Regions from separate parts of the Mus musculus genome. Here region 1 is linked to region 2. A link is a contact called in public Micro-C data. All regions are on one chromosome and are shown on one strand. The core of a region is the stretch at or near the end of the contact, and the rest is flanking DNA. Distances in the headings are between cores, read along the strand shown.

The links. A called contact is a pair of places that touch in the nucleus more often than the background predicts.
Region 1: a Micro-C map of palatal mesenchyme shows a contact between it and region 2, with 2.1 times the contacts expected there. The contact joins the promoter of Isg20l2 here to the promoter of Pear1 in region 2. A contact is called at or near these places in 20 of 39 promoter capture datasets (the 3T3-L1 cell line, 3T3-L1-derived adipocytes, the C10 cell line and 12 more), 3 of 15 datasets of contacts at CTCF or cohesin (CD8 T cells, the NIH/3T3 cell line and pro-B cells), 31 of 484 Hi-C or Micro-C datasets (B cells, the Ba/F3 cell line, CD4 T cells and 21 more), 18 of 115 datasets of contacts at active chromatin or transcription factors (the 230-238 cell line, CD8 T cells, the HPC-7 cell line and 10 more) and 4 of 9 other capture datasets (adipose tissue, embryonic stem cells, liver and 1 more).

What each region holds. Positions count from the first base shown.
Region 1 is chr3:87,928,844-87,933,099 of GRCm38.p6, reverse strand. It overlaps Isg20l2 (interferon stimulated exonuclease gene 20-like 2), which reads right to left and starts at 2,786. Exons shown (of 4, transcript NM_177663.4): 1 at 2,489-2,786; 2 at 825-1,769. The coding sequence starts at 1,616. It overlaps Rrnad1 (ribosomal RNA adenine dimethylase domain containing 1), which reads left to right and starts at 2,905. Exons shown (of 8, transcript NM_153562.4): 1 at 2,905-3,244. The coding sequence starts at 3,134.
Region 2 is chr3:87,766,125-87,770,204 of GRCm38.p6, reverse strand. It overlaps Pear1 (platelet endothelial aggregation receptor 1), which reads left to right and starts at 1,252. Exons shown (of 25, transcript NM_152799.2): 1 at 1,252-1,327.

The sequences.
Region 1 (4,256 bases), core at 1,537-4,036, 160 kb before region 2:
AAGAAACCCTGACTAAGACAGCTGGGCTCTACGGATTCCGGATTCAGTTGTTATGCTCGTGTAGCACGCACTTTTTGTGTAAACTTGGTTTTGAGACAGGATCTCACCTTGTAACTCGAAACTGACCTGGAACTCACAGAGATCCACCCATCTCTACCTCCCAAGTACTGGCTTTAAAACTGTGCTCCGCTGGGCAGTGGTAGCACACGCCTTTAATCCCAGCACTTGGGAGGCAGAGGCAGGCAGATTTCTGAGTTCGAGGCCAGCCTGGTCTACAGAGTGAGTTCCAGGACAGCCAGGGCTACACAGAGAAACTCTGTCTCAAAAAAAAAAAAAAAGGTGTGCTCCACCACACTCAGCCTTTGTTTTGTTTTCTGATGTGCTGGGGCTCACAGGTAAGAGTCTGCCTAAGCTTCAGAGACTCTGTTTAGACTGTTCGAAACGTTTGAAATTGAACTAAATCCAGTCCATAAATTTGTATTATAGGATAACTATGAGCTTATGAGGACCAAGGATGGAAAGTTTGGCTAAAAAGTATGATGTTTGGTCATAAGTTGACAGGGATGGACTTGTGACACAACTGTCTACTTAATAGAATTATACTAGAAGGCAAAGTTGAGCATGTCTGTGAGCTTTCAGATTGGGTCAACTGAGGTGGTAGGATCCATGTAAAAAAGAAACTAATCCTTACTCCAATAGGAAGCCTTCCTAATCACGTGACATTATTCTCCCTCCCTTTACCATCCTTTGACACCTCCCCAGAATATCACTTGCTGAAAGTCCTCTCCAGACCTCTCTCTACTGTCTCGACCCACGCTCCTCACCTGACTCCGAGCAGTCTTAAAGGGTGTAGCGTTAACCATGTGGCACTTCCGGATGCCACTCCATCTGGTCCGGTAGTTGACGATGTAGCAGGGGGGGAGGACGTACTCATCGTACAGCACATCACCATTGTAATTTACAATGCTGCATCGAGCCAGGGAACTAACGCGTCCCTTGGGTCCTGTGCCCACCATTTCACAGTCTATTGCCACCATCTTCCCTGGCAAGTTTTGGGGGACTGTAGGGCACTTATCTTCAGAACGAGCTTGGGTGGAGTTCGGTACAGCATTTTTCTTCAAGGGCTTCTTCTTGGAGCCTTTATCCTTTGACTGAGCTTGGGTGGAGTTCTCTGTAGCAATTTTCTTTTTCAAGGACTTCTTCTTGGAGCCCTTCTTCTGGGTGCTCTTAGTCTTTGGAAGGGCACTCTGAAACTCCCCTAGCAAATCTATTTTAGACACAACAGAAGCAGTCTTCTTTGAAGGAGCAGGGGTCAGCCAAGACAATGGTGCTTTCTTGTCTTTGGACTGCTCTGAGTCCCTCTTGGAGGCAGCTGCCTCTTTCTTCTTTGGGCATGGAAGGATCTTCAAAATGCCATCTACTCTTGAAGTTTCCCCTTTCTTTGGAGGTTCTGAGTTCAACTTAGACACCTTGTTAGGGGGTTGGTTCTTTTTATTCAGAAATCCTTTCTGTTCCAAGAACCTTCGCTTCTTGACAAAGCGTTGATGTTTGGCATTTCCTCCAAATGCCTTTTTCGAAGGTTGCCCAAAGTCTAAATTCAGGAGTATGGTAGACATGAGATCAGTGGATGGTGGGAGGAAGCTGGGAAGAATGGCTCACTGATAGCAAAAGGATGAGAGGCTCATCCTCTGTGGAATCCCATAGTTCAACATGTGGAGGTCTGCAATCAGCCTTGGGGACAAAGTAATCCTGATTCCCGCACCATAGGCCTGAGAGAAAAGAAGATCAGTTCTGGAAGACATAAGTGATAACTTCCACAAGCCCCAAAGCCCGGCTAACTACTGAAGCCTCCACAATTCACCTTTAGGTTGGTCTTAAAAGGGTTATTTCCCTTCTCCGGATCTCTGTGCCATTTTAAAAACTAAAGATGCTGGGGCTGGAGAAACGCCTTAGTAGTTATAACCTTGTTGCTCTCGCAGAGATATTAAGTTCAGTTCCAGGCACCCACGTTGTAGTAGTTCACAGCATCTGTACCTCCAGCTTCAGAAAAAACTAGATGCCTTCCGATCTCTGCAGGCCCCGGGCAATTAAACGATACACATACATAAATACAAACAAAACACTCAGACAAATAATAAATCTAATTACATAAAATGAGGGTGCTGAGGCTGCGGATAAAAAGATGTGGGACCCACGGAGATCGACTCTATCATGTCTATGAAGTCAAAACAAGGGCGTCAGATGAGACTTTTAAGTACCAGTGGTGAGAAGAAACAACACAAATACCCTCTGGATCACCCAGGAATTCTCAGCGTGCTACGAAATGAAGACCAAATCCAGGTGTCGCGCTCCCTCGGCTCCACGTGGGGGCGATCTCCTCACATACCTTACCTGTCTCCCACAGTAAGGACACAGTGGAGGGCCAGCCACCTCGGCCACCACATTCTTGACGATCCACGAACTATTCCCGAACACCCTATACACCTACCTCCAAGTTGGTTCCCCACTAAGATCGCAAGCGTCCGAAGCCGGATGCAGGCGCAGGCGCGCGCCGACGTATGCCGGGACGGCAAGAACGCGGGCGACAACGGGAAGGCGGCCGGCGCGCACGCGCCCGCAGCGCCCCCACCTCAGGCAGCGAGGCCAGCGACTCGGAGTGCGTGAGCAGCGGGAACGGCGGTGGCGGCGGCGGCGGCGTGGGTGGGGGCGGGGGCGGGATGCGCTCCCCGGCCCCTCGGGCCCCGTGGAGGTACAACTCGAAGGTGGTGGGCCGCGGGAAGCGGAACAGAGTGCGCCGGAACCGTGGTCCCACTTCCGGGAGGGAGGGTGGGACCTGCAGCTGACCCCCTCGCCGTAAGCTGGTGCTGGGCGCGCTTCTGTGACGTCTCCGAGTCCCCTGCGGCTGCGCAAATGGCTTGGCCCAGTGGAAGTCGTGACGTTGGGCAAGTGCGCCTTGTTCTAAGGATTTGTAATAGGACGGGATCGCCCTGAGAGGTGTCGTCGGGCGGGTTCGGAGTTCTTGCTTTGCGTCGGGCGTGCAGAATTGAGTCCGGTTTGGGTTGCATGGTTTCGTGGTACCGACCTTGTGTCTCCTCACCTCCTCCCTCCTTGCACCGACATTTCACGCCACAGGATGCGGGGCGTTTCAGCCCATGGCCTCTCGCATGAGGAGAGAAGGCAACTGGCTGTGGACCTCACCCGCGTCCTAGCTCACTACCGTTCCATCCTGGACGCCTACATCATCGTGAGGCCACCGGGCTGAGGGCGGGGTGCTTCTTGGGGGGCGGGGGGTGAATAGGAGCCCACTGCAGAGAAAATGTGGAGACAGCTTTTATCTCTTCCTAATAAGGAACGCGTTGACTACTAGAATACTTTTCACCCAGCCTTCTGACTCTAATACTTAAGTTTTGTTTGTTTCATTTGAAACCCCACAACCAACATTTGGCCATGCTACAGTTGCATAGAAACATACGAGAAACGAGATGTTCCATAGGATATCCTCCACTAAAGGCAATAAAGAGTGGGTTGGGGAAGAGGAAGTGCTTGGCCAAATGTGGTGTACCCTTGTAATCCTGTCACCTAAGAAGTAGATGCAGGAGAATCGGGAGTAAAAGGTTCCCCTGGGCTACAAAACAAGTTCTAGGGCAGCCTGGACTGGACGATGTTACTTTAAAAAAGGAGGGGAGGGAAACAAAACAGGGCAGACATACATAAAGTTACCTTTCTGTAATCTCGCCCCTCAGAAGACTAAGGCAGAATTGTCTTGACTTGCAGCCAGCTTAACGAGTGTTGAGACATGTCTCATTTCCCCCCAACTCCCCCCCACACACACAGAAGAGCACCAGCAAGGCTTGTGGGTGGGGTGATTCTCAACCTTCGTGATCCTACATCCATCCATTTAGTACAGTTCCTCATGTTGTGATCTCCAACTATAAAAGTATCTTTTGTTGCTACTCTGTAACTGTAATTTTACTACTGTTATGAATCGTAAATACCTGATATGCGGGATAGCTGAAGTGTGAACCCCCAAAGAGGTCCCAACCTACAGGTTGAGAACCGCTGTTTTAGGGTAAATGTTTGTCTAGGACTAACAAGATGGCTATGTGGTTAAAAGCATTTTTGTTTGTTTGTTTTTTGTTTTTTCGAGACAGGGTTTCTCTGTATAGCCCTGGCTGTCCTGGAACTCACTTTGTAGACCAGACTGGCCTCGAACTCAGAAATCCACCTGCCTCTGCCTCTGGAGTGCTGGGATTAAA
Region 2 (4,080 bases), core at 3-2,502:
GAATAGCCCAGTGCTGTCACCTGCTGTAGTAGAGAACACCCAACGGCCCAGAAACTTTATGGTGAGGGGAAGAAGATGGACATACGTGAGTACATACTCTATGATGACATTTACACGGATATTCTAGAAATATAAACTACAGAAAGCAAATCAAAACTTTCGTGGGGTTTGGGCTAGGGGTGAGGACGGAATCTGCGTCCTTACTGTAGCCTAGAGTAGGTACACTGGGGGAGATGGACTTTAAAACATTAGATTGACTTCTGTTGCAGGGGAGGGAATATGTACCATGCTATGGCACTGTTGTGGGCATAGATGACAAGTTTTGGGATTTGATTCTCACCTTCTACCATGTGGGTCCCTGGGTTCAACCTCAGGTCATCAGGCTTGGTGGCAAGCGCGTTACACCCCCTCGACCCCTCCCTGAGCCATCTCTCCATCCCCAGAGAGGGACATTTTAAACCACACTTTTATTGGGATGAACACATTTGTCTAAGCCAATGAAACAGCATGCTAAGTAGAATAAGCTAGATGTGGAAGGTCGGAGGCCGGAGCTGAGGTACATATAGCCTAACTTCACGATGGCTACCAGGGCCAGGGGATGCAGACTGAGTTTCAGTTTGGGATGAGGAGAAAGCTCTGGAAATTGACAGTAGCAAAGGTTTCGTATATGTGAAATACTTTATGCCACCGAACTGTATACTTAACATTTGTTGAAAGGATGTGTTTTATATTGTGTATGTTTTGCCACGATAAAGTTTTGGAACATTATTCATCAAGCCAAGTGGGCTTATTTTTATTATATGTCAATCACTCTTAAATAAAGGTGTCCCTGCTGTTTAGAATTCAACCTAGGGCCTGCAGCATAAGCCACACTCCCCCAGGCCCAAGTTGTCTTTGTTCTGAGACCTGACTGTGGTAGGTCGCTGAGTTCTTCGGAGCAAGCTGATGAGCAAGATCTGCTTTCTTTATGTAGCAGAATCCTGCTTCAACTCTTGCAAAGGTCCCAAAGATCTGACCGCGCAGGCAGGGTGCCCCTCCCCTGAAGGCCGCCAGGGGGCGCCGCCGGGCAGGAAAGAGGGGCGTCGGGTGGACCGCGACGCCGGGAGCCGGGGCTGTCAGGTTGGGCGGCTCTCCCCGTCCACTTCGCAGACAGGCGTGCGGAGGGCTGACCCCACCCGGCCGGGCTCCAGCCTCCCCGCGCGGACTTCCTGCCTGGGCGCGGGCGGAGGCCCACCCCCTTCCTGCCCGCGCAGCCAGCTCTGTCGGCCAGCAGGACCCGTCGGTACAACACGCCGCTCTGAGCTCCGAGCTCCGAGCCCCGAGGCAGGTGAGTGACCTGCCCTGGGCTCTGGAGCCCGAGACCGCTGGGCTGAAACCTGAAGAGAGGAAAGGAGGAGATGGAGTGGGGACTCCTGTGTGTGTGTGTGTGTGTGTTCCGTCTAAGTGGAAAGAGAAGAGAAAGGAGAAAGGAGAGAGTTAGGGGAAGAGAAGAAAGTGAGATCTAAGTAGAGAAAGCCGCCTAAGTGAAAAGAGAGAGAGAGAGGAGAGAAAGAAGAGAGCGAGCAGAGAGGGAGAGGGAGACCTAACTAAGTAGAAAAAGAAAGCTGCGTAGCTCTGAGGATAAGGAGCTAGGATGGGGACCAGCCTGGGAGAGCTCTCTTCTCGCCCTGAGGAAGGCAGCCTGCAAGTCTCCTGGATTCCAGTGTGCTGTTTGCTAGTGTAGAACCATGGTGGTGGTACCGAAGCCCTGAAAAGCAACCCTAAACCTTGTCTTCCCTCTATCCCCCAATTTCTTCTTTCTGGGAGGACCAACAAAACACAGTTGCCTGCCTGTCTCCTCCTATGTCTCGCGGAGAAAGACCCTGTTTAGTGTTCATAGTGTTGCCCCCTACCCCTGCCCAGGGAAGAGATTGGATTTGCGTGTCCTTTCCCATCTTGTAGGGGAGAGGTCAGCCATAGGCACCTACAGTCTCTGAGGCTTGTTTATTGTTGTTTTTTTGTTTGTTTTTCTTTTTCCTGGATGATGTGGGCCCATAGCCAGGCTGATAGTGTGAGCCCTGGGGCCCGGGAACCCAAGCTCCATCCAGCAAGGCCTCCCTCACTTCGCATCCCTGTTTCCAGCCTCTAGCCACGGACTCGTGACTCCTTGTTTTGGACTTTTAGTAGAGCCTGCTGCCCCAGCTGGGGACGGTGACCCCTGGTCCCCGGAGACTGGAACAGCGTGTGCTGGTTGAAGTTCCCAGGCTCAGCCAGGCCTTAGCTCTAGGCAGGGCCGGATAAGGGGTCAGTTCTCAACCCCTGCCTATGCTAGGCCTAGGGGGTTGGAGGCTGTTCTCCAAACCCAACTCCAGCCCACAGTACAGTGCCCTACCTCTGGCTGTGTGTGCATGGGTGAGATGGGTGTGGGCTGGCCTCCCACCTGCCAGCCTACCCTGCTTGGCTGCTCTTCCAAAACCTGCCCCCTCCCTGGCTTGCCTTTTTCTTCTCAGTGAAGGGTGAAGTGGGAGGGTTGGCTTCTGCTTCTCCACTCCATTCCAACATGCCCTATCAGACAACCCAGAAGAGGAAACCCTCCCCAGGCAGCCTGCTCCACCAGCGAGAAACCCAGAGAAAGATAGTTGCCACAGCCACTGTATGTGGCTTCTCTGAGGAAACTCCAGCTTGGAACAGGATGATGGCTCCTGGTACCTGCCCTGTGGGGCAGCCAGCGTGTGGGGTGGGGTGGGGGGAGCTAGCAGAAAGGCAGGAGGAGAGAGGATGGACAGACATAAACACAGACGCAGGCCAATGCAGACACACAGACTTGGCAAAACAAGGCCTGGGGAGAGAACTGTGCATATGGAGCTTGAGAACAAAGATGCCAGGTCGAGGAGAGGCCATGAGGGTGGAAGGAAGGGCACACAGAGTCTGCCTGAGGCCTGGTCTGAACCCCTGCTGTGCTGTAGCTTGTATGAAGAATGGCAAAATACCCACCTAGGGCAAAATACCCACCTAGTGGTGTAATCGCTAAGAGGAGGAAAAGGCTAGCCCTCCCTGTGTTTCCCTCATGTTACACACCTGCATGTCGCCTGAGAGTGACCTGCAAGCAGGACCGTGAGTGTGGGCACCTCTCCCTTCCTGTGGTTGCATCTGGGACTCAGTCCCTGTGTTTGGGAGGATTTGTGGACCATGATGGGCACTGTCCCAGGCCCGAGGGGGCAGGATGAGGACTCACATCTGCTCCACACCTGCTTCCTGCTAGGTGACTCGGAGCCTTGCATGTCTGTCCTCCGTTCAGACCGCTGTAAGAACTGGCCCCTTATCCCAGTCACCAGCTGGGAAGGTGGAGGGCGATCCTGAGGAGGTCCTGATCCAGGCCAGCATGACAGGTGGAGAGCCATCTTTCAGTTTGTGCTTAGTCTTTCTGCATTCCGCCTTTTTTCTTTTTCTTTCTTTCTTTTTTAAGATTTATTTATTTTATGTGAGTACACTGTCACTGTCTTCAGACACACCAGAAAAGGGCATCAGATCCCATAACAGATGGTTGTGAGCCACCATGCGGTTGCTGGGAATTGAACTCAGAACCTCTGGAAGAGCAAGCAGTCAGTGCTCTTAACCACGGAGCCATCTCTCCAGCCCTCCACCTTTGTTTTTACCAGTCACTCTGCACTGTGTCTGGGGCTTTGGGAGGTCTGATGGGGAGCAGAAGAAAGGACCACAGCCATTACACTCAGTTCAGTGTGTCCACCTGTCCCTGCCACACAGCTGCTGTGGGTGCTGGCTGGTACCAGATGTGTGGTGAAGAGCCTTGCCCAAGGCAAGTCTGACATGGTGGCAGACAGTTGTTGATAAGCGTTACAAGCCAGCTAGGTGGTCAAGGTCCAGAGCTCCATTCCTAGCACCACCAAGCAAGCCTAGACCAGTGAAAGAGCCCTGTGTCCCAGGGATGGTCTTCAAGGAAACCTTGGACTATGCCAGTGTTGGAGAGTGATGCACAGGGTGGGTCTCACAGAGACTGAGAGCACAGGCTAGGGAGTGTAGCTGCCATAGAAGGCTGTCCCTCAGCCCCTCCCTAGACAGCAGTGTTCTGCTCTCAGCCCT